Linked DNA regions of Lactuca sativa: region 2 is linked to region 1. Evidence: chromatin contacts called from public Hi-C data. All regions are on one chromosome and are shown on one strand. The core of a region is the stretch at or near the end of the contact, and the rest is flanking DNA. Distances in the headings are between cores, read along the strand shown. Region 1 holds the start of LOC111903596 (T-complex protein 1 subunit epsilon). Region 2 holds the start of LOC111893824 (glutathione S-transferase T3-like).

Region 1 (4,567 bases), core at 837-3,336:
CAACCCATCTCACAGCAGGTAAGTTTCTGTGCATTAATAAGTGATTTGCTTCATCGTCAAAACCCCATTGGCAAATTACCAATGTAGCCCCAACATCCTGTAGAAAAAATATATACATTGAGGCATGAGATTACAAAAAATAAAAAGTAGAATGAGGTGTCACCATACCTTGCATTGTTGAACCATGTCATCAAAGTATTTCCTTTCTTGCTCACGTAAAGTTTGAAACTTTTCAACTGTATCAATATCAACCTTATGCTTAGTCTTTGGCTTTGGAGGCTCAAAGGGGCAAGTCAAAATGGCAATTTTAGCATCCTCAATATGCTTTGGCATTTGAGGGTGACTCATATCTTTGTCAACAAGAATCCCATAAATAAGCTCTGTATCTTCCAATTTTCCACCAACTTTTCCCTCAATTTTAATCAGATCTAAGTTAACATCCTTCCTCTCTAAATCAGCAACTGCCATTACTGCCTTCACAGCAATCTCAGCCAAACTTCTTTTGCAACGGTTCACACTGAATTGAATTGAATCAGATATAAAAAAAAAAAACATGTAATCTTTTAAAAGATTGGAAAGAAAAATTGAGAAAAGCTTACATCTTGGAGGATAAGGTAGTCATGCAAGTTTGAACAAGGGGTTCTATATTTGTAGGATTGAACTCAAACTTGTGTGAGATTTGTTGCAAATGATCAACAGCAATCTTTGAAGCAATCTCATAGCCTTCTGCAACACGAATTGGATGAATACCACGTTCTAATAGTCGTTCAGCTTGTTCTAGAAGTGCTCCAGCCATAACAACAACTCCTGTTGTTCCATCACCAATCTCATAGTCTTGACTCCTTGAGAGTTCAACCATCAGTTTACCAATTTGATTGTCAACATCCATTTGCTCCAAGATTGTTGCACCATCATTTGCTGGAAAAAAAAATTAAAGTTAAATCTTGATAGCAATAAGCTATGCTGAATAAATTTAGGGAACTCAAATAGCAGCAAATGATTTCAACCAATTTTAATCGCTTATCACATCCTTCAAGTCATACCCATGATCAAATCAGAGTCAAATCCTTGAGATAGCTCTCACCATTGGGGAAAATAGTTAAGCTTCTCATATAAGCTTTAAAGGAGCTTTCAACATACTATGTAAAAGGATAGAAAAAACAATTTAGTGCACTGCAGACTGAACGCTGCCTTTACTATATTTTAACATGGGTGCTTGTATTTGTGCTTGATGTAATCAGCATTTTCTCTGAGAGAGTAAATAATAAACATATCAAAATTTGAAAGTACATGTTTGGCATACAAAGCCAATTTGTAGATCGCAGTGGAGGGATCAGATAACAAGTTACTAGTTCTATGTGGTCGTATGATCTGCTGTTCAATAAAATAAATCCCATCTAAGTAACCTTATACAGATCAAGTTTAGTTAAATCCGCAAATAATGATCTGGTCTTTCAAATTGCTTTGAAATAAGATCTCAAACTTCATTATAACAAAAATGTGTTCAATTATAACCTATAGTTCCTATAACACATTCTCTACCTACAGAAGATAGATTACATTCAATAAGTAAATCACGCATCGATTCATATTATTATACGTATAAAAAAAAGGCAATATTCGATGCAGAGTTGGAGATCGTGGCGAAAACTAAGAATGGATTAAACCGGCAACATGAAACCACATAGAGAGAGAGAGAGAGAGAGAGAGAGAGAGATGGAGAGATGTGAATATTTACTGATGGTGATGTCGCCGTCGGGGCTCTGGAGCATCTTGTCCATGCCTTTAGGACCAAGAGAAGTCCGGAGGATGCGAGCAACGGCGGTGCCGGCGGAAATGTTGGCTTTCTGAGCATCTAAACCTCTTAGCCTGCTCTTACTTTCTTGTTCCCTTAAGATTATGAAGGGCCGCCCATATTCGTCGAACGCCAACGCCATTTTTGTTGATCTTGCACTTGCTTAAGCTCTTAGATCGACATATAAATCAAAAATGGTTTGATCGAAAGCCACACACACGACAACGTTGAGAAGGTGGTTACCGAAGCTGCGAGTTCAAATGAGTGGTTATACCCTAAAAACCCTGGCCCAAGGGTTTGAGAGTTGCGACAAACCTCTCTCACTGATTCTCTGCTCCCGCTTATTTTTTCGGGTTTGACCCGGTTTTCATGTCGGGTCGATTAAAATTCTATCAAACAAAAATTAATATTTTATATTATTCACAAACTCAAATATCATATTCTTATTTTCAATTGAACTACTAAATGAAAACTAATTCAGACTGGTTTAATGTGATTCTATTATTTATTTATTTTTTCATTTGATTCTGGATTCCATTACAAAATAAATAAGACTTTAGATAAAGGATCTTAACTAGGATGGTCAAATGGTCCTATAAACATTTTTTTATTTGTTCATTTCTAAAATTCCACAAATAGCTAATGTTTTAAATAGTTACGATAAATAGTATTTATAATAGTAATAATAACAAAAACATGATTTTTAATAGAACATTTTCGAAAAGTTGAAGAAAAAATTATACTAGTAATATTTTAGACGAATTTTAGACCATTAAGACTTTTTTGCTCAATAACATTTGATGACAATTTGTATTAAAGTTTTCAAAATCTGTCACCTTATAAGCCTGCAATCCAATACAAATATTTCACAAGGATCCCTATCAGAAAAACCATTGCTTCCTAAACCCCCAACAAAAAATACAAAAAAAAAAAAAAATCCAAAATTCACTTTTTTCATACATGAATTCAAGCCTCTAGAAATGTACACAACCACTATAACAGATTCTTGTATCAATCAATACATTCCCTTGAAAACAGGATTTGTTCTGCATATGCTTGCCCCATATTCTTCATATTCTGCTTTTGTATGACAAGCCTAATCCACACATAAATCAAAATCCAATGTTACACATTTCAGTAATTAACTAACATCAACATACATAAATTAGTGTTTCAATTGCAGATTAAAATAATAATACATTTAAAAAAAAATACCATGAAAAATTCCTGTGTTGATGCAAGTACAGAGCCTCCAAACCATACCGCATGTTTCTGGATAGGATGGCTCACTACATTAACTTCAACCGGTTGTGCCTGGAACCAAAATTAACATCAGTTTTTTTTTTTTTTGTCACTAAAAATGAAATAAAATATATTTTATTGAAAATTATATGCTTACTTTCACTTCATTACTAAATTTCGCTTCTGATGCATGAACACGTGCACCCACAATCTTCTTTACCTCCCTTTGTAACCTTCTGTGGAAATCTTTAAACATGGTTGATCCTCCAGACAATACAATATTCTGAAATAAATCAAACCAAGGGTCACAAGTATTTTTACGGTTTTGCCCTTTTACAATTATAAAAATGTACCTTATAGAGGGCGCGTCTTGTGTCAATTGGTGCAGACTGAATACACTTGTCTATTACAACAGGTAAAGGAGTTGTAAAGCCTCTATTGTATATCTCTGGATTGAAGAAGACCTACACAAGGATTATTTTATATAAATTATAAAATATAAATTATAATACTACATACATCTTGACAAATTACTTTTCTACCCCTTGTAAATTAAGGAAAGACAGACCTCAGGACCAAGGAATCGTTCATAGCCAATATCACATGAGTATGGTGCCCCTGTCTTTGGTTTAATGCCTTTCCATTGTTTAATGTATTTGGCTGGCTCTTTGTCATGCTTATTAAACTCCTGAACATTTAAAGAAAATAATAATATAAGATATAATCATTCATTTAAACATATTACACAAAGCATATGACTACCTTGACAATGTCTGAACAAGTGTAGCAAAATGTTTCTTTAACTTTCCTTGCTACTTCAAGTGAATCTTCAGGTGGAATGTGCTCTCCTCTTTCCTAAATAAGATAATATCATGGAATCTTTCAACATTTTTTTCTCATAATCTTAATTTTGCAAAGGAAGTGAAAATGAAGATACCCTCATGAGTTGTTGGATGAAGTAAGTAACATCTTTTCCTGATATAGGTATTGACTTAATACTGCTCCCAATAACATAACCTTCTGCAACAGGAACAACATGTGTAGCTCCATCTCCAACATCCACCACAACACCTGTCATCTCACACTAAGCAAAAGTATACAGAGATTTAAACATTACAAATTACCAAATAAACTCAAGAATCAAGATTAAAGATTAAAGATTAAAGATCCAAGAAACTAACCTTCTTTGTGGTGTATCCAGCAGCAAGAGCAAGAACAGGCTGAACTGCAATATAAAGCCCTGGAACATTGAATGTCTCAAACATAATCTCACCAGTGTATTCTCGAGTCTCGGGTGCAGTCAATGGGCTTTCAGTCAACAAAAAGTAATGATCCTCTGGATCACAACGCAAGTAATTGTATATACATTGTTGCCAAAATCGCTCCATTGCATCCCAATTTTCCACCTGTCCATGTTTGATTGGGTGAGTTAGATTGTAGATGCCACTAGATCTTGACTTTGACATGGCTTCTTCTCCTATGTGAAAATCAAGATCAGCCATCACTCCTGCACTGTGTTGATTTAGCCAG
Region 2 (4,567 bases), core at 1,031-3,530, 420 kb before region 1:
AAAGCTAAAAAGCTAAGATTTTCCGGCTTTTTGAAATCTTTACTTTTTCTCATCCAAAAAATTATTTTAAAAAGCGCTTTTTAAATAAACAAAGACTTTTTTAGCTTATTAACCTTTTTAAAAACTAAAAAGCTAATAAGCTTTTTTTAAAAGCTATCCTTAACGTTATATAAATTTCTTCATACTTTCTCTTTTTGGTGATACATTTATTCATTTTTTCGACTATTTGGGATGGGCCGGGTTCACGTGTCAATAAAGTGTAGAAAATAGAAATGTGGGCCAGACTAAAGGCCCATTATTATGTGATCATGAGTTTGAATACAACCCACATGGCACATGGCAAGATGGCATCACTCACGTGCCCTATACCTTAAAAGTCCAAGATAAATAAGTACGGTTTATACGGTTTCCATGTGCCTTTGCAGACTAAATTGATTGATAGCTATAAGATGTAGTACTTTATGCATAAACACTTGTACACAGTATAAAAAGCAAGTCTTATCTAGATTCACACCATGGGGTTTTTTGGTCGTAGACTCGTAGGTTGGATCCCATTAAACGCAAGTTTTCGTTTTTATTTTTATTTTTTAATTTTCTTTTTCAAATTTAAAGTTTTATAAGAAACTTTGAACCCCAAATGAAATCCAACTGCCTGTTGAGTGTTTTTATAATTTACTTTTATATTATTTTAAAATTTTCAAAATGTGATATCTTTATACGAATAAAAATTATGTTTTTCAACTCTCTTTACCTATCAAATTCTTTGGTCTCGATTATTCTAAAACTCATGTATCAAAAATTATATAGTTATGTATTTAAAATTTATCACGGTGCTAACTTTTTAGAGTACTAGAAACTTGTTAAAATATCAAAATTTTATATCAAACCATCGTTTAGATGCATAACGCGTGAGAATTTGTCGAAAAATTCGAGGCCAAATTTTGACAAAAGCTAAAAAACGTTGTTCGATGAACATGCATAGTATTAAGTAGTTGATCTAGTTAATGCTGACTAAATCAATGATGCTTAGCTAGTCTTTTCAGACGATTAACGACATTGAGACTAAGACGTGACCCGACTCCCACGGGAGACACCAATGAATACTGATTCGGTTGATTATTTGAATCATAATAGATATATACAGTAATACTTAAATTCATAAAACATTATGAATCTCAAAGTAACTACTTGCCCACCATGATCAACCACATTGGGATTAAGACGTGGCCCGACTCCTACGGGAGATAGCAATGAATACTGATTCGTTTGATTATTTGGATCATAATAGATATATACAGTAATACTTAAATTCATAAAACATTATGGATCTCAGAGTAACTACTTGCCCACCATGATCAACCACATTGGGACTAAGATGTGGCCCAACTCCCACAAGAGACAACAGTGAATATTGTTTCGGTTGATTATTTGAGTCATAATAGATATATACAATAATACTTAAATTCATAAAACCTTATCAATCTCAAAGTAACTACTTGCCCACGACAAGTTTAACTTATGTCTTACTCGAATGAAGAAGATCAATATCGAGTTGATTAGTTGAGTTATTGTCTAACAAATGTCAAAAATATTTGAAACGAGTTTCATTCATTCTATTTGTTTTACTTTAAAGTTACACAAAGCTCAATTTACTACCCTCAACTGTTGGGAGATTGACAATTTAATCATATACAAGATCAACGTATCAAACGACTTGTAGATTTGGAATGTGAGATGCAACATGCCGACAGTTAAGAGGAAAAAAAGTGTCGGTGCCACTAAATCTGGTTCACTAAAGACACCTTTTATTGCTCGTCTCTTTCCCCATCAATATCAATGATTTGACTTGTGTCGATTTGTCTTCCTGGTTTAAAAAAATAAAAATGGTGTCTTTTCAATTATAGACCAATAGTTATTGTACACATTTATTTACTAAAATCATAATATTTTAGTGTCATATTTACTTAGGCTAATGGGCGTCGAGTGCGGTTTGGAACCGTGATTGTGCCACATCAACCGCAAACACCGCCCCCATGGTGCGGTCTCGTGTGGTCTTGGCCACACTGCGGCTAGAAACAACTGTGGTCTGTGATTGGTTGGTGGTCTTTGACTCCTTTTTGACCGTTGAAAAAATAAAAATGGTGTCTTTTCATCCAACTTTTTTTTTTGAAAAATGTCTTCTTTCAAAAGACCCAACAAAGAAAAAACACCACTAGAAACACCACCATCTCAATACCTTCATTTGATCAACCGATTTTTTTCACCTCCGTATTACCACTATGGCGGTATGCTTCCGTATTTTCCACAACGACCAGCGCAACCACTACCACAAACACTACCAAAACCCGACCCGGATTTTAATCCATTTGATTTTTTTGTCTCAACCCGAGTTTGTTCAACAAACACAAACACAACCAGAAACAATCGTTTCTGATTCCGAACCGGAATTCGTTACAAAAACTCAGCCCACTCGAGCAACGACTAAAAGAAAAGAGATGTCGGAGGCTAAATGTTGGGAACCTCTGGAAGTATTAGTTTTGGCACAATCTTGGATCAATATTTCAGAAGATGCGACGGTTGGAAAAGACCAAAAGCATGACCACTTTTGGATTCGCGTTTTACATAGGTTCCATAAAGGAATGAACCATGGAGAATACCGTACAAAACATCAAGTGTACTCCAAATGGGGGAAGATGAACAAGGAAATCATGTTGTTTAATGACTTGTATAACAACATGAAATGTCAATGGAAAAGTGGAGAAAGCGATGAAGTTATTTTGAAGAAAGCGTTGAAAGTGTATCGAAAAGAAAATCTGAAGGCTTTCAAGTTTCTTTAAGTTTGGAATTTTTTTGAAAGATAACAAGAAATGGTTGAGTAGCAAAACATCAGATGAGCATATCGACAGTGGTTCAAAACGAAGCAGAACATCTGAGTCCGACCACACTACATCAGATGCTCGTGTTCAATTTGATATGAACAAAGATGAACATGTTTCGGTTTCACAACCTTCTCGACCAATGGGAAGAGACAAAGAAAAAAAGCAAAAGCAAAGGCAAAGCGTCAGATTCAGATGAGTTGAAAGAAATGAGGGCCGACATGAAGAGTATAAAAGACAGAATGGAGAAGATTTTGAAAATTGCTTCTGAAAGAGAACTTCGGAAACAAAGGGAGAACCACATGCGAATACTAGCGATGGACACGTTGAATATGATCGGAGACGAGCTTCAAGTTATTTTGGCGATGAAGGAGAAAGTGAAAAAACGTTACGTAAATCGTGGTTAATTTCTAGTTTTTTTTTCAAGTTTTTAATCGTTTGGTGTGTGTGTGTTTTTTAAGTTGTAAGTTTTATGTTTCTAAATTGCTTCTAAATTTTTAGTTTTTTTTTAAGTTAAGTAATGTATGGTATTTGTATTTTTAATTAATGAAATATTATCTTTTTAAAATTATGTTTTTTTATTAAAAAAAAGAAGTTTTATTAAATTAAAATAGTTAAAAAAAACAAAAATAAAAGTGTGGCACCACTCCCTTGGTGTGGCAAAAAATCACACTTGTGTGGTAAAAAAAATGACGTGACGCTTATGTGGTGGGGAAGGGAGTGCGGTTTTGGTGACACCACTCCCTCCAGCCTTATTAGATTACTTTTTTTTATTTTTTATTTTTTATTTTTATCTTTTATCAAAATTGTACTATATTCGTCTATATAATAATAATAATAATAATAATAATAATAATAATAATAATAATAAATGGAATATTATTATGTATAATGAGGTAGGTTCCGTTGAGATTAAAAATAAAATAGAGATCTTGAGATTCAACATCAGCCACGTATTTCATATCTGCCACTCTAACCCTTCGGCGTACCGGCACGGCAGGTCTGGTGTAATCATAAATGATTACACAGTGCCACCCGTTCCTTTCTCCTCCGCCACCATCCCCACCACCGTAACCGCCACCGCCACTACCACTACCACCACCTCTGACACCAGTCGACCCCACCATTGTCACCTCCATTACTTATACCACCGCCACCTCTGTCACCACCACCTCTTCTGCGACTAACTGTTATAATCATTTATGATTGCTCAATCTGTGAACAGACATATATGTATAATCATTTATGATTATGCATATACGTATAAACATGTATAATCATGTATGATTATACCTCTCTGCCATATAATCATTTATGATTAGGCATACGTCGTTGCTGCTGGTACGCTAGAGCATTAGAGCAGCAAATGTGAAATATGTGGCTGAGGTTTAATCTCAAAATCTCTACTTTTTTTTTTAATCTCAAGTGAACTGTCCCCTATGTTCGTCTATGTAAGTTCGTGTATTTTTATAATTACTTTTTAAGATCCAGACTCTTAAGAGATTATAACTCAAAATTAATGTCATTTGCTTATTAGATTAATTTAAAATCTAACTAAATAACATTTTCGATCGTTAATCTTTAGTTATAGTTTTTTTAATAAATTATACTAGTTTATCCCTATATATAAAAAATTCAATGAAAAACCTTATTTAATTAAGGGTTTAGGTCATTTTTGTCTTAACTTTTGT

The links. Hi-C and Micro-C count contacts between places; a contact is called where the count stands out from the background.
Region 2: a Hi-C map of leaf shows a contact between it and region 1, with 3 times the contacts expected there. The contact joins the promoter of LOC111893824 here to the promoter of LOC111903596 in region 1. A contact is called at or near these places in 3 of 4 Hi-C or Micro-C datasets (leaf and seed).

The regions. Positions count from the first base shown.
Region 1 is chr8:289,822,893-289,827,459 of Lsat_Salinas_v11, reverse strand. LOC111903596 (T-complex protein 1 subunit epsilon) reads right to left here and starts at 2,086. Exons shown (of 9, transcript XM_023899365.3): 1 at 1,739-2,086; 2 at 600-918; 3 at 169-517; 4 at 1-97. The coding sequence starts at 1,937. It overlaps LOC111903601 (actin-related protein 3), which reads right to left. Exons shown (of 9, transcript XM_023899372.3): 2 at 4,219-4,567; 3 at 3,975-4,121; 4 at 3,800-3,892; 5 at 3,606-3,725; 6 at 3,391-3,501; 7 at 3,195-3,320; 8 at 3,011-3,109; 9 at 2,558-2,891. The coding sequence ends at 2,811.
Region 2 is chr8:290,242,428-290,246,994 of Lsat_Salinas_v11, reverse strand. LOC111893824 (glutathione S-transferase T3-like) reads left to right here and starts at 2,280. Exons shown (of 1, transcript XM_023889911.1): 1 at 2,280-2,837. The coding sequence starts at 2,280. The coding sequence ends at 2,837.